Regions from separate parts of the Arachis hypogaea genome. Here region 1 is linked to region 2. The links are chromatin contacts, called in public Hi-C maps. All regions are on one chromosome and are shown on one strand. The core of a region is the stretch at or near the end of the contact, and the rest is flanking DNA. Distances in the headings are between cores, read along the strand shown. Region 1 holds the start of LOC112790291 (kinesin-like protein KIN-14C). Region 2 holds the start of LOC112790285 (zinc finger protein CONSTANS-LIKE 16).

Evidence for each region. A called contact is a pair of places that touch in the nucleus more often than the background predicts.
Region 1: a contact with region 2 is called in a Hi-C map of an unstated tissue, with 6 times the contacts expected there. The contact joins the promoter of LOC112790291 here to the promoter of LOC112790285 in region 2. A contact is called at or near these places in 3 of 8 Hi-C or Micro-C datasets (leaf and an unstated tissue).

What each region holds. Positions count from the first base shown.
Region 1 is chr3:37,141,593-37,147,341 of arahy.Tifrunner.gnm2.J5K5, reverse strand. LOC112790291 (kinesin-like protein KIN-14C) reads right to left here and starts at 2,244. Exons shown (of 18, transcript XM_072232813.1): 1 at 1,170-2,244; 2 at 897-1,054; 3 at 706-801; 4 at 419-620; 5 at 68-201. The coding sequence starts at 1,290.
Region 2 is chr3:36,450,477-36,455,997 of arahy.Tifrunner.gnm2.J5K5, reverse strand. LOC112790285 (zinc finger protein CONSTANS-LIKE 16) reads right to left here and starts at 1,956. Exons shown (of 2, transcript XM_025832614.3): 1 at 308-1,956; 2 at 1-216. The coding sequence starts at 1,351. LOC112790284 (lysM domain-containing GPI-anchored protein LYP6) reads right to left here. Exons shown (of 5, transcript XM_025832613.3): 1 at 5,309-5,521; 2 at 5,040-5,154; 3 at 4,790-4,951; 4 at 4,628-4,659; 5 at 4,048-4,497. The coding sequence ends at 4,256.

The DNA of each region.
Region 1 (5,749 bases), core at 995-3,494, 690 kb before region 2:
GATACTGCAACATATGAATGATGTTGTATTACATTCATACCAACGTGCAAATGTGGATTGAACTCACGTCTAAACTGACTGATTTGACCATTTCTGATATTTTTGTTGGAGAAAGATCTGCATAACTTTCTTCTTTCCCTTGAAACACCTCAAACCCCTCGTGGAACTTGTGACCCTGGTGCAGTAATGAAGTTGGTGACTCTGCAATGAGTAACACTTGATGAATTGCAGGATAGCAGATACATATCTCAGGATGGAGACTCATGTATAGTTATCTTAATGTGAAGTTAATAGCTAAGAACCATTAGACAATTTGATATATTTGACTAAAACTGCTATCTAACAGTTTTCAACTATCAAATTTATGCGAAGACAACTGCATGCAAGTTTTATGTCTTAGGAGATATGTTTTTTCCACCTGTCAAGAATGGGCTACTCAGGGAACGATGGTGCTTTGTGGTCGTCTCGAATGATGGTGGAAATGGAACACTGGGAGCTGTAATCCCGTGAGGGCTTCCTACTTTGGAATTAGTGGTAGAAGAATTGTTATCCCAGAAAACATTCTGCAAACTCTTTGCTCGGAGTGATAACAAGCAATCCACAACGACCTTCATGGATCCCTACACAAATACCAATTACATCAACATTTATGCTGTCCTGTATATAAGATCTATGCTAAGAAGTGAGAATGCAGGTGTCTTATACCTTCTCCAGGTCTGATATTGAAAACTGAGGCAATCCCAATCCATCCATAGCTTTCAGAAACGATTTTAGATTTTCTTCATGATCAAATTCACTAACCTACAAAAGGGAAGCTAAGCCAAACTGAGAGAGAGGTAACATCTAAAATCAATAGTTAATGCTAATTAATTCCCGCTTAAAAAAATTAGTATTACCACCGGGACGGAACCTGGGCGAAGCTTGTTCAGTATCTGACACAAAACGATACCATCCCTCAAGCATGCTCTTAAGACATCGTCCGTGATATTTATCGGTAAGTTCAGTGAAGGAAGAAGGGTAGATATCCATTGAACCAAAAGCAATCGATGTTTCGCTGAAAATAATTAATAATGTTCAAGTAATAAAACCCTTGAGCTGAGGAGTACATCAAATGCAAATTATTAGTAATTACTAAGAAGGGGTTAAGTCCCATCTTCCATCGATCATACCTTCAACCTCGCCATGAATAGAGACTATAAAACCATTTTTACAAATTCCAGTAGAAATGGGCTTTGGGCTGCCCATTTCTTTGGATTCTGTATTGTGGTTCTCTGATGTGGAATTATTCATTACTAGCTATGTCCCTGGAGGAACAATCAACCTCAGATTTTCATTGAGCCATGTTTCAACCAAATTCGCAAGGAATCGTCACATTTCCTGTAAAGCTCTCCAAAGCTGAAATTAATATCCAATCCATCCCGAACCGAAGTTGAAGTTAGAACTTAGAATCACGGTAGTGTAAACTAATTATATCACAGAATGCAACGCAATGTAAACAAGACAAACTATCTAATAGAGGGCATTTTATCAATCAATCAAATAAGCAGATCGAGGGCCAGAAAATGTGTCATCTATTTAACAGAAAAAGCAAAAATCTTAATGCAACTATAATTAATTGGATTGAGGGATGAGCACATGCCATCATCTTCCCAAAGAAGAAATATTGAGAAGCTGGTCACGGAAGGCCGGTGCTGAAGAAAACAAATTTATTGTGCATGCGATATGGATGCCGAAATCCAACGCTGCATGTTAAATTTCAAAGATTTCATTATAACTTTAATTTAATTTTCATAACAATTTCTCATTGCCATTTAACAGGATCCCGGAGAACCAAAAAGCAAGAGGAAAAAAAAAGAAGAGAAGAGAGTCAAAAGAGGAGATCGAGTCCATTCAATTACCAGATTTTTACAAATTAATTCATCACATATATTTTTTTTTTTGTTATCTATTGTTGAGGAATGTTACGTGCGTTACGTTGGTGGGAAAGTGCGAAAAGAGAGAGCGGGAAAGAGAAGATCAGAATAGTGGCGGGAGAATAGGCGAGGAAGTCTCTCTCTGTACCAGCGCCACACAACCAACCGCCAAACCACGCAACTTATACACGCATGCCACGTGTCAAACGCTACTTTTCTGTTGTCGTTGCTAAGACCTTCTTCCTTTCCTCAAAGAAACAGTCTTCGATCTTAGACTCCATTCTTACTTGCTATTTTAACGAGTCATATGCAGAAATAAAAAAAAAGAGTATACCAAAAAAAAAAAAAAGAAAAAAACTGTTAATGCCTTTTATTGAGTCATGTGAATGCACATCTTATTTTGTATATACTATGTACTATATCATAATTCATAATCTTGGACATATGGACATTTCGTCTTCTGTTTGTTTCATTCTTTATTCTTTTTGGTTAACATTCTATCTGTTGTTAGCCAAATATATTTTCTTTTCAACTGTTTAACTTTCATGAAATTATAACAGAATTTCTACAAATAAGTAATAATACAAGAATTTAAAAGAGTTTTACATATATAAGTAATTAATTTTTGAGAAATTCTTCATATACAAGCGTTTTTACATACAAGTCATACAAGTCATTTATTTCTTCTTCTTTTTCTTTCTCCATGCCTCCTCTTTTTCTTCTCCTTCTCCTTTTTTTCCGTGCCTCTTCTTCTTCTTTTCCGTGCCTCTTCTTCTTCTTCATCTTCTTCGTTTTTGAAGTGTTTCATCTTCATCATCGTGTTTCTCCTCGTTCTTTTTGACTGCACGTTTTTCATCTTCTTCCTCCTTATCTTCTGTACCTTCTTCTTCTTCTTCTTCTTCTTATACGTTCTTCTTCCTCTTCTTCTTCTTCTTCTTCTTCTTCTTTTCTTTCGTTTCTTGCCTTCTCTTTCTTCTTCTTCATTTACGTGCTTTTCTCTCTGTTTTCTTTCTTCGTTATTCTCGATTTCCATTATTTTTTGACATCAAGCTTTGAAATCGTTTTTGAAGAAGAAGAAGCAGCAGAAGATGATGAGAAAAAAGAGAAAGAGTTCTAAATTATGCATAAGGTGTACTTCAACGAATTTTGGGTGTTCTTAAATTCTTTGGGTGTATTTTCATAATCCTTTTGGTGTATTTCTGTAATCCTTTGGGTGTATTTCTATAATCGTTTAGGTGAATTCCTATAACCGTTTGGGTGTATTTCTGTAATCCTTTGGGTGTATTTCTGTAATCGTTTGGGTGTATTTCTGAAGTTCCATTATCTTCAAAACGATTTCAAAGCTTGATTCCAGAAACCATGAAAATCGAAAAAAAAACGAAGCAAGAATATCAGTGATAAACGCAGATAAAACAACGAATGAAAAGGCAAAAAGAGAACGCACGAAGGAGATCAAATTTGGCAAGAAACACGTTTTCATGGAGGAAGAAGAAGAAGAGTAGGAGAAGAAGAATGAGAAGAAGAATGAAGAGGAGGAGGAGAAGGAGGAACGCAAAACACGCCATGAAAATCGTATATGGGTCAGCGTGCTTTTTGTTAAGTTTCTCCTAACTTATATGACTTGTAAACCAAATTACTTGTATGTGTAGCACTCCTTTTAAATTTTATATTTAAAACTAAAAAATTATCTAACCATATAAATATGATTTGTTTTTGTGACTAACCGTATAAATATGATTAGTTCACCGTATAAAATTTTTTACGCTGCATTAAAATTAAGTTCATAATGCAATATATTACAGTGATTTTTTGATATTCCATCGAATTGACATTCATCAACAGCCTAAAGTTTGGGGATTTTGTTCAAAATCTAAATTGAGAGTAGAATATACTCTCATCTTATAGGTACCAATCAAAGAAGCGGACCAAAAAAAAAGGGGTTTAAAGGCATTTTTATGAGCAAACATTGTAAAGAAATATGTTGAATACATATACATCTTATGCTGAAATCTTATGTCGGCTTCACTCTGATCATTGTCCTATTTTATTAAGGTGCCATAGTATTTCTCAGCCAAAGGGAGATATGCCATTCCATTTCCAAGCTGCCTGGAGTACTCACCCTTCCTTCAAGCAAGTTGTACAAAATGCATAGAGTGGTAATAATCATAGTATCTTTACAAATTTAAATGCTGTTAAGCAAGGGTCCTTGGACTTTAATGCTAAGGTCTTTGGTAATATTTTTGCTAAGAAGAGGAATTTAGAGAATCGGATCAGCGCCATGCAAAAGAGGTTGGAGGTGACTGATGTTCTTTCATTAAGGATTAAAGAAAAGGAACTTAATGAAGATTATAACCGCATCTTGCTTCAAGAGGAGTTGTTTTGGTTTCAAAAGTCAAGAGAACAATGGGTGCGGTTTGGTGACAGAAACACCAAGTTCTTCCACCTTCAAACATTGGTTCGCAGGATATTTAATAAGATTAACGGGCTATTTATTTCTGATGGTTCTTGGTCTACAGATTCAGAAATTCTTCAACAAGAGGCCACTTCTTTATTTAAGAATCTCTTTTGTTCTACGGAGGAGGTAGAAGTGGATTGCTTGGGAGACGTTACTTTGCCTTGTCTTAGTGCTGAAGCTTGTGAGACACTTACTGCTCCAGTGACTCTTGCTGAGGTTAAAGCAGCAGTGTTTAGCACGAACTCCTTTAAGGCTCCAGGTTCGGATGGCTTTCAGACTTATTTCTTTAAGGAGTATTGGGAAATTGTAGGAGTGGATATTTGGCAGCTTGTGGAAAGTGCTTTCAGGGGTAATCTTATTGATATAAGAATCATGGAGATTTTTATTGTGCTTATCCCGAAGGTAGATGTTCCATCTTATTTCAAGGATTTTCGCCTATTAGTCTGTGTAATGTGGTCTATAAGGTCAGCACAAAGGTTCTTGTTAATCACCTTCGACCTTTCATGACAGAGATTATCGGTCCTCTTCAAGGTGGGTTTATCCTAGGGAGGGGCGCCCCCGACAATATAATCATTGCTCAAGAGATTCTACACTTCATGAAACAGACCAAGTCCCATAAAGAAACTCTTGCTTTCAAAATAGACTTGGAAAAAGCTTATGACAGGATTGATTGGCGGTTCCTAGAGCATACTTTGGGCAAGTTTGGTTTTCCTTCAACTACTATCAGATTAATTATGACTTGTGTTCGAGCTTCCTCGTTGACTTTATTATGGAATGGAAATAGATTAGACAGTTTTGCTCCTAGAAGAGGCATTCGACAGGGAAACCCCATGTCTTCCTACCTTTTTGTTTTATGTATGGAGCGCCTAACTGGGTACATTGCTAATCAGGTTGATTCGGGCCTTTGGGATCCAGTGGCAGTGACTAGGGGTGGTCCTAGAATTTCTCATCTCATGTTTGCAGACGATCTTCTTCTTTTTTGTAAAGCGCGAAAATCTCAGGTAGTATGTGTTATGCATGCCCTCCAAAGCTTCTGTAGAGCATCGGGGATGAAGATTAATTTGGACAAATCAAAGGCCATGTGCTCTAAGAATGTCAATAATAGAAGGAAGGAGCTTTCACTGGTGTCTCTTCTATCCGTTTTACCTAAGACTTGGGTAAATATCTTGGAGTTAATCTTCACCATGCCAGAGTTACTAGAGCCTCTTTTAATGGTATTGTGGATAAGATCAAAGGTAGGCTGGCTAACTGGAAGGGCAGACTTCTCAATAGAGCTGGCAAGCTTTGTCTCATTAATTCAGTAGCAGCTTCCATTCCAACTTATCGAATGCATGTATCTTTGTTCCCTTCCTCTGTATGTGATAAGATTACTTCTCTGGGG
Region 2 (5,521 bases), core at 707-3,206:
GCATGATCTCTTGACAAATCTACCTTTCATTCTAGGTCTCTTCTCCGCATTCAGTTTCCTCACTTCATATCTTATCTTCTTAGCAAACAAACGAGTCCTTCTCTTCTCTCTGTACCTAGATACTCTTGCTTCTCTTCCCCCATCTCCAACATGTCCCCTCACGCTTCTGCCATCCCCATAAGAAGAGCACTGATGAACATCTCCACCACTTGGATCCTGAAATTCACAAATATGTATGCGCATCTGCATCAAATACTAGTACAAAAATACATATACATAGACGGAGTAGAGAAGTACTAATAAGTACCAAGAAATTTAGCCAGGAATGATCATGAGGGTTGAACGGAGGAGGGGTTCCTGTTGTCCACGGAGAACCTTGGCTTGCCCAAGCATTTATAACCTCTTCATAGTTTAGTCTCAAAAATATGTCCCTCTTTTTCTCTTCACCAACACTATCACTATTATTACTTACTGGTGCGGCAGTGGTCGCCTTTTCCTCCGCCGATAAGAGCACCGATTCGATATTCCAATCAAATTCGTCATCGTTTGTGATGTCAAAAACTGACTGAAGATGACTTGCTGTATCTGAATCAAGCTCCTCATCCTTCACCTTTACCATTACCATTGCACCCTCCTTAATATTAATGGTGGTTTCGGCTCTAACGCATGCATCTTCTCTTTGAACTTCTTCTTTGCAATCAATTCCTAATGAATCTTCATCAATCCCACTTCCAAGCAGGGTTTCAACATCAGCAGCAAACTCAGCAAGATCCATATCCGATGGCAGAAACTCAGAGAAGCTCTCCAAGTCATCACAACAACCTCGTTCTTCGTGATTCTTCTCGTCCCTGACTTCACTGTACACATCATTGCAAAGCTCTGCATCGAAAGGGTCAAACACGGGCACGCGACACAGCAGCTGCTCCTCACTCTCATGATCATCCAGAAGAGCTGTTTCTTCAACTCCAAGCTCCGGCACAACGGGAAGAACACAAGCGGTGTTGAATAAAACTTGGTCCTTAAGCCTTTGTTGTAAGGCTAAGTGCTTGTTGTTGTTGTGGCGTGGTGTTCTTGCCTTGCGCGTGAACCCACTGTGCCATGCGTGTGCGGTGGTTACCTTGTTGGTGAGCTTGCACGACGCCGTTTGAAGCCTAACCCTCTCGTGCCTGCTCGCTAACTGGTTCGCGGAGTGGACCAAGTTGTCGCAGGCATGGCAGAGGAATGCATCATCTGCAGCGCAGAACCACCGTGCCCTCCTCCGTAAGCAGCTGTCGCAAGCCCTGGCCGTCTTGGCACCCAAGGCACTTGCAGTTGTTGCAGTTGCAGCTGCTTCTTTCATGTCTATGCTCATAGAAGAACTAAAAATAACAAACTTGTCAGAGCAATGAAAATGGCAGTTAGTTAGTGATTGCAAGTTGCAATTGCAACAGGAACTTTGCAAGGTGTTTAGTCTATTTATTTGGGGTACCCCCAAAATGATTCACTTCAATTCAATTATTTGTGTGTTGAGACTTGACAGTGTGGTGTGGGAGAAACCCTATACCATCCTATGCACTTTTGGTCATTTTGCTAATGGTCCCCGCAATTCGGGCTCATCCAACATCCCATTGGTTGGTGATTTCATGTTCATCTTGTTCTCTGAATTGTGATTGGTTGTGCTTGTAACAACGGGATTTCACATGGGCCCCACTTGGAGCTGCACCTGGTAAGTTTAAGTGTTTACTCGACTGTGTGTTATGGGCAGTGGTGAGAGTTAAATTTCTGAGTAAGACGCTTTTGTTGGGATCCACCCTATTGATTCAATAATTCCGCCTAAGACTTTAAAATTCCTGCTTGCGGTCCCCTACTCATGTTGCTTTCGCTTCCCCTCTCTCTTTCTCATACTTCTTTTCACCCATTAGATTCTCTTCGCCTTCCCTGCCTATTTTACATAATGTTCGTGCTTGACTCACCTTCAATTTTTATGTTTCAAAACCACATACACATAGTATTCATTGCCTCATCATTATTAGTTTCCTTTCTTTGCTCTACAGAAGTTGATCTAATTGATGAAACTAAAAGGGGATAATTAAGATTGTTGTGTATATCCTAATGTCAAGAAACGGATAAATTTCTTACCATTGGGTTCAAATTTTACAAATTGGTCATAACTCATAACTCATTTATTTGGTAACAAATTAGTTTCTCTGCCGATATGTTATCTGTTTATGGTTAACTCAGAATTGCATGCATGAAAGGCAATACTGATGTAACAGAAAGCACATAAGTCTACACAACCTATACAAATCAACCGAGGTGGCCGTTGATATTATAGGAGTCAGTCCAAAATCCAAATAATAGATCACCATGAATTTTATTATATATTTATTTTCACAGTAAATTTTAAATATACCAAAGCCACATGATGGATGTGTATGTATATATATAGATTCAATTTTTTGGGGGTTCCATCGGATATGCAGAATTCTCCAACATGTATTCTTGTCACTAAATTCTCTATTGTCTATATATATCCTTATCAGGGAAGTTAACAGCTGACGAGGAAAAAAAGAGGGGACAAAGGCAAGTAAAGATAGAACAAACTTAGCTTTGTGTGTTACTATGCAATAACTAGTGCCATGTGGCTAAATATTAATTAGGAATCTTAGCATAATGTAAATATCAATGTGATGATGGTATGGGTATACATTTTAAAATCTTGAAGTGATGGAAAAGTAGAAGCGAATTATCTGATGACACCTGTGTTTTGTTCAAACGACCTCATGAATGCAACTTATCGTTCAGATAGATATTCTTGCTAGAATTGGGGCAAGATATTATTGCCAAAACCTGTTGCTTGTGATGATGCTTATAAGCCATAACTATCAACTTTATCCAAGCCTACCAGTGTTTGTAGTTATTATTTCTTAGTCATATTTGCGCGTATTTATCAGAATCAATATGGTCTACCTTCAGACACCAAAAAGAAGAAAAAAAGTATGGTCTAGCTTCGAAACCTGGTACTTATGTATAAGTTATGTCTGTCCTGATACTTTTATTATGTAATGTTAGGGTAAACTAATATAATATCCAAAAATTCGTACAAATGATAAAAATAGTTCTGATATATAAACGATAAATAAGTTTTGAACAATTTAAAAATATAACAAAAAAATCTAAAAAAATTTCAATCATTCAGCAAAAAAAATCGAAAAACATTTTTTTGGTATAAAATTATCAAATTTTTAAAAAAATTATCTTTTTTAATTATATTTATAAAAATATATCAAAATCTAATTTGTAAAATTTATTTTAAAAATATATATTTAATATTTGATATTTTTATTATAGTTTTAAATCTTTTAATAATTTATTTGTCTTTTTATCTTTTAAAATTATTTTTTATCAACAATATAAATAACTTTTAAGTATGTTTTAATAGTTTACCCTTATTATTATACTTAGACGCTATACTTCAATTAATAAAATTCTATTTAAACTAAGAGGTCACTATATAAATTATAATGATGAGTCTTAAATAAACACATACACATTTTTCTTATTCCTATGAGTAGAATTTATTTGTACTTCTTGTCGTTTATATTTCAATGGAAAATCTAGTCTTATAACGAAATGTAGAATTATACTTACGAAAAACGTAAAAGTATATCGGAATATCAGTATTTCAATAAATTGATTTTAATTATATATATTATATATATTTTTTATAATTAAAATTAACGATTAACAATTATTAAAACACATAGTATACTTGAAATTTTTTCTATACTTAAATAAAAACTCGAAAACAGAATATTGTTAGCATGTATGAAACATGATAATTCTATTTGAATTTTCTACTAGTACTATTTCAAGCAGGTAGTCAGCTTTTTCTATATTCTCTGGAGAGGAGTATTAGAGAATTAATAATTTTTGTAATTTGTAATTATTAAATAGTTATCAATGATAATTTTAATAATGTAAAATTATTTATTTTTTTTATTGATTACATACTGATCAAAAATTAATAAAATTAACCAAAAATTAATAAAATTACTCACCCTAAACTTTTCCTTGTCTGAAACATTATTGGATTTTATTATCAGGTCAATACTCAGAATTGAGAAACACAAGTGGATAATGAAATGTAAAATGTGAGATGCAGAGGAATCTGTGTTTACACTAGTACCATTGCATTGGGAAGAACAAGTGCAGCATACCACATGATTTAGGACGATTTATTCATTACAAATCAGCATCATCAACATACACTTGATCAGATTAAAAAACAAAGTAGAAGCATTGGGAATAACAAGTGTAGCATACGACAGATGAGTGAGAACAGATGGAGCCTTCTCTCATGGTCATAGTCATAGTTATAGGCATGAGTCATTAGAGCAGCCTCAGAAACAGGCAAGGGGAATAGGCTTGGGCTTGGGCCTGGAGACAAAACAAATGGGTCTGCCAAATATGGTGCTGAGGGTTGCCAACATGTTGCTCCACTAGAGCTTTTATTATCTGCCCAAAAGAACACAGATAAAATAAAATTAATAAAATAAAGACATTAAAGAATGATAAAATAAAAAAAAAACATTTCACATCAGAATTCTGAAATTTCTGCTGCTCTTGCTATATATGAAGAAGTTACCCGGACATTGCAGATAAGAAGAGTTTATCAGACTGCAAAATTCAAAACAAAGAACGTGTTGCTACAAGAAGACAAAAAAACTTGAAGCCAAAATAGAAAATTTTTTTTGGGTAGGTCTTTAGGATTCTGCTATGCAGAGGTTTATTGAATTTATTTGCTTACCTACTCAGAATTTTTCCACCCCTATGGCCACGGTACACACATTGGGTGACATTGCATCCAGCATTGGAATATTCCAGATGTTCATCCCCAATAGCAAGATTGGATCCCTTGCAACGTAAATTATAGCAAGGTACATCCATTCCAGAAGGAAAACATTGCATCCTAGCCATATTCAAGACATAGCTTATCGATCAACAAGCATTAAAATTCGTTATTGTTACTAAGAGTGAATTTGCATATGGTTGCTTACTTGAGACCCTGTGGAGCACAAGTGCATTTAATACAGTTGGTGGCAGTTAAAGCATATGAGCCATTTGGGACTATCAAACTCTCATTGTACCAATTCAGAGTAGCTGATGAACATGCTGCAAAGGACGTTACAATTTTCTACACAAGATATGTCATCAATCATTATAGGTGTGATTACTCACACAAGGATTAAATAATTTGACATGTTTGGCGTGTAAGTAAATATAGTAGTTCTTAATGTAACTTTGTATAAGATTTTTAGGTAGGTACCTGGAATAGGAATCGATAGAATATCGCCAGGTAGAACGGTAGGTTGTCCAAGACCGTTAACAAATTCCAAATCAGAAACAGTTGTACCAAAATAAGCCGCCACGCTTCCCAGTGTCTCCCCTTTCTGAACCACATAGGACATATAAACCGCACTTTCCCCATTATTCTGGTTCTTCATGCAACTGCACGGCAACGGTATAACTACCACATCTC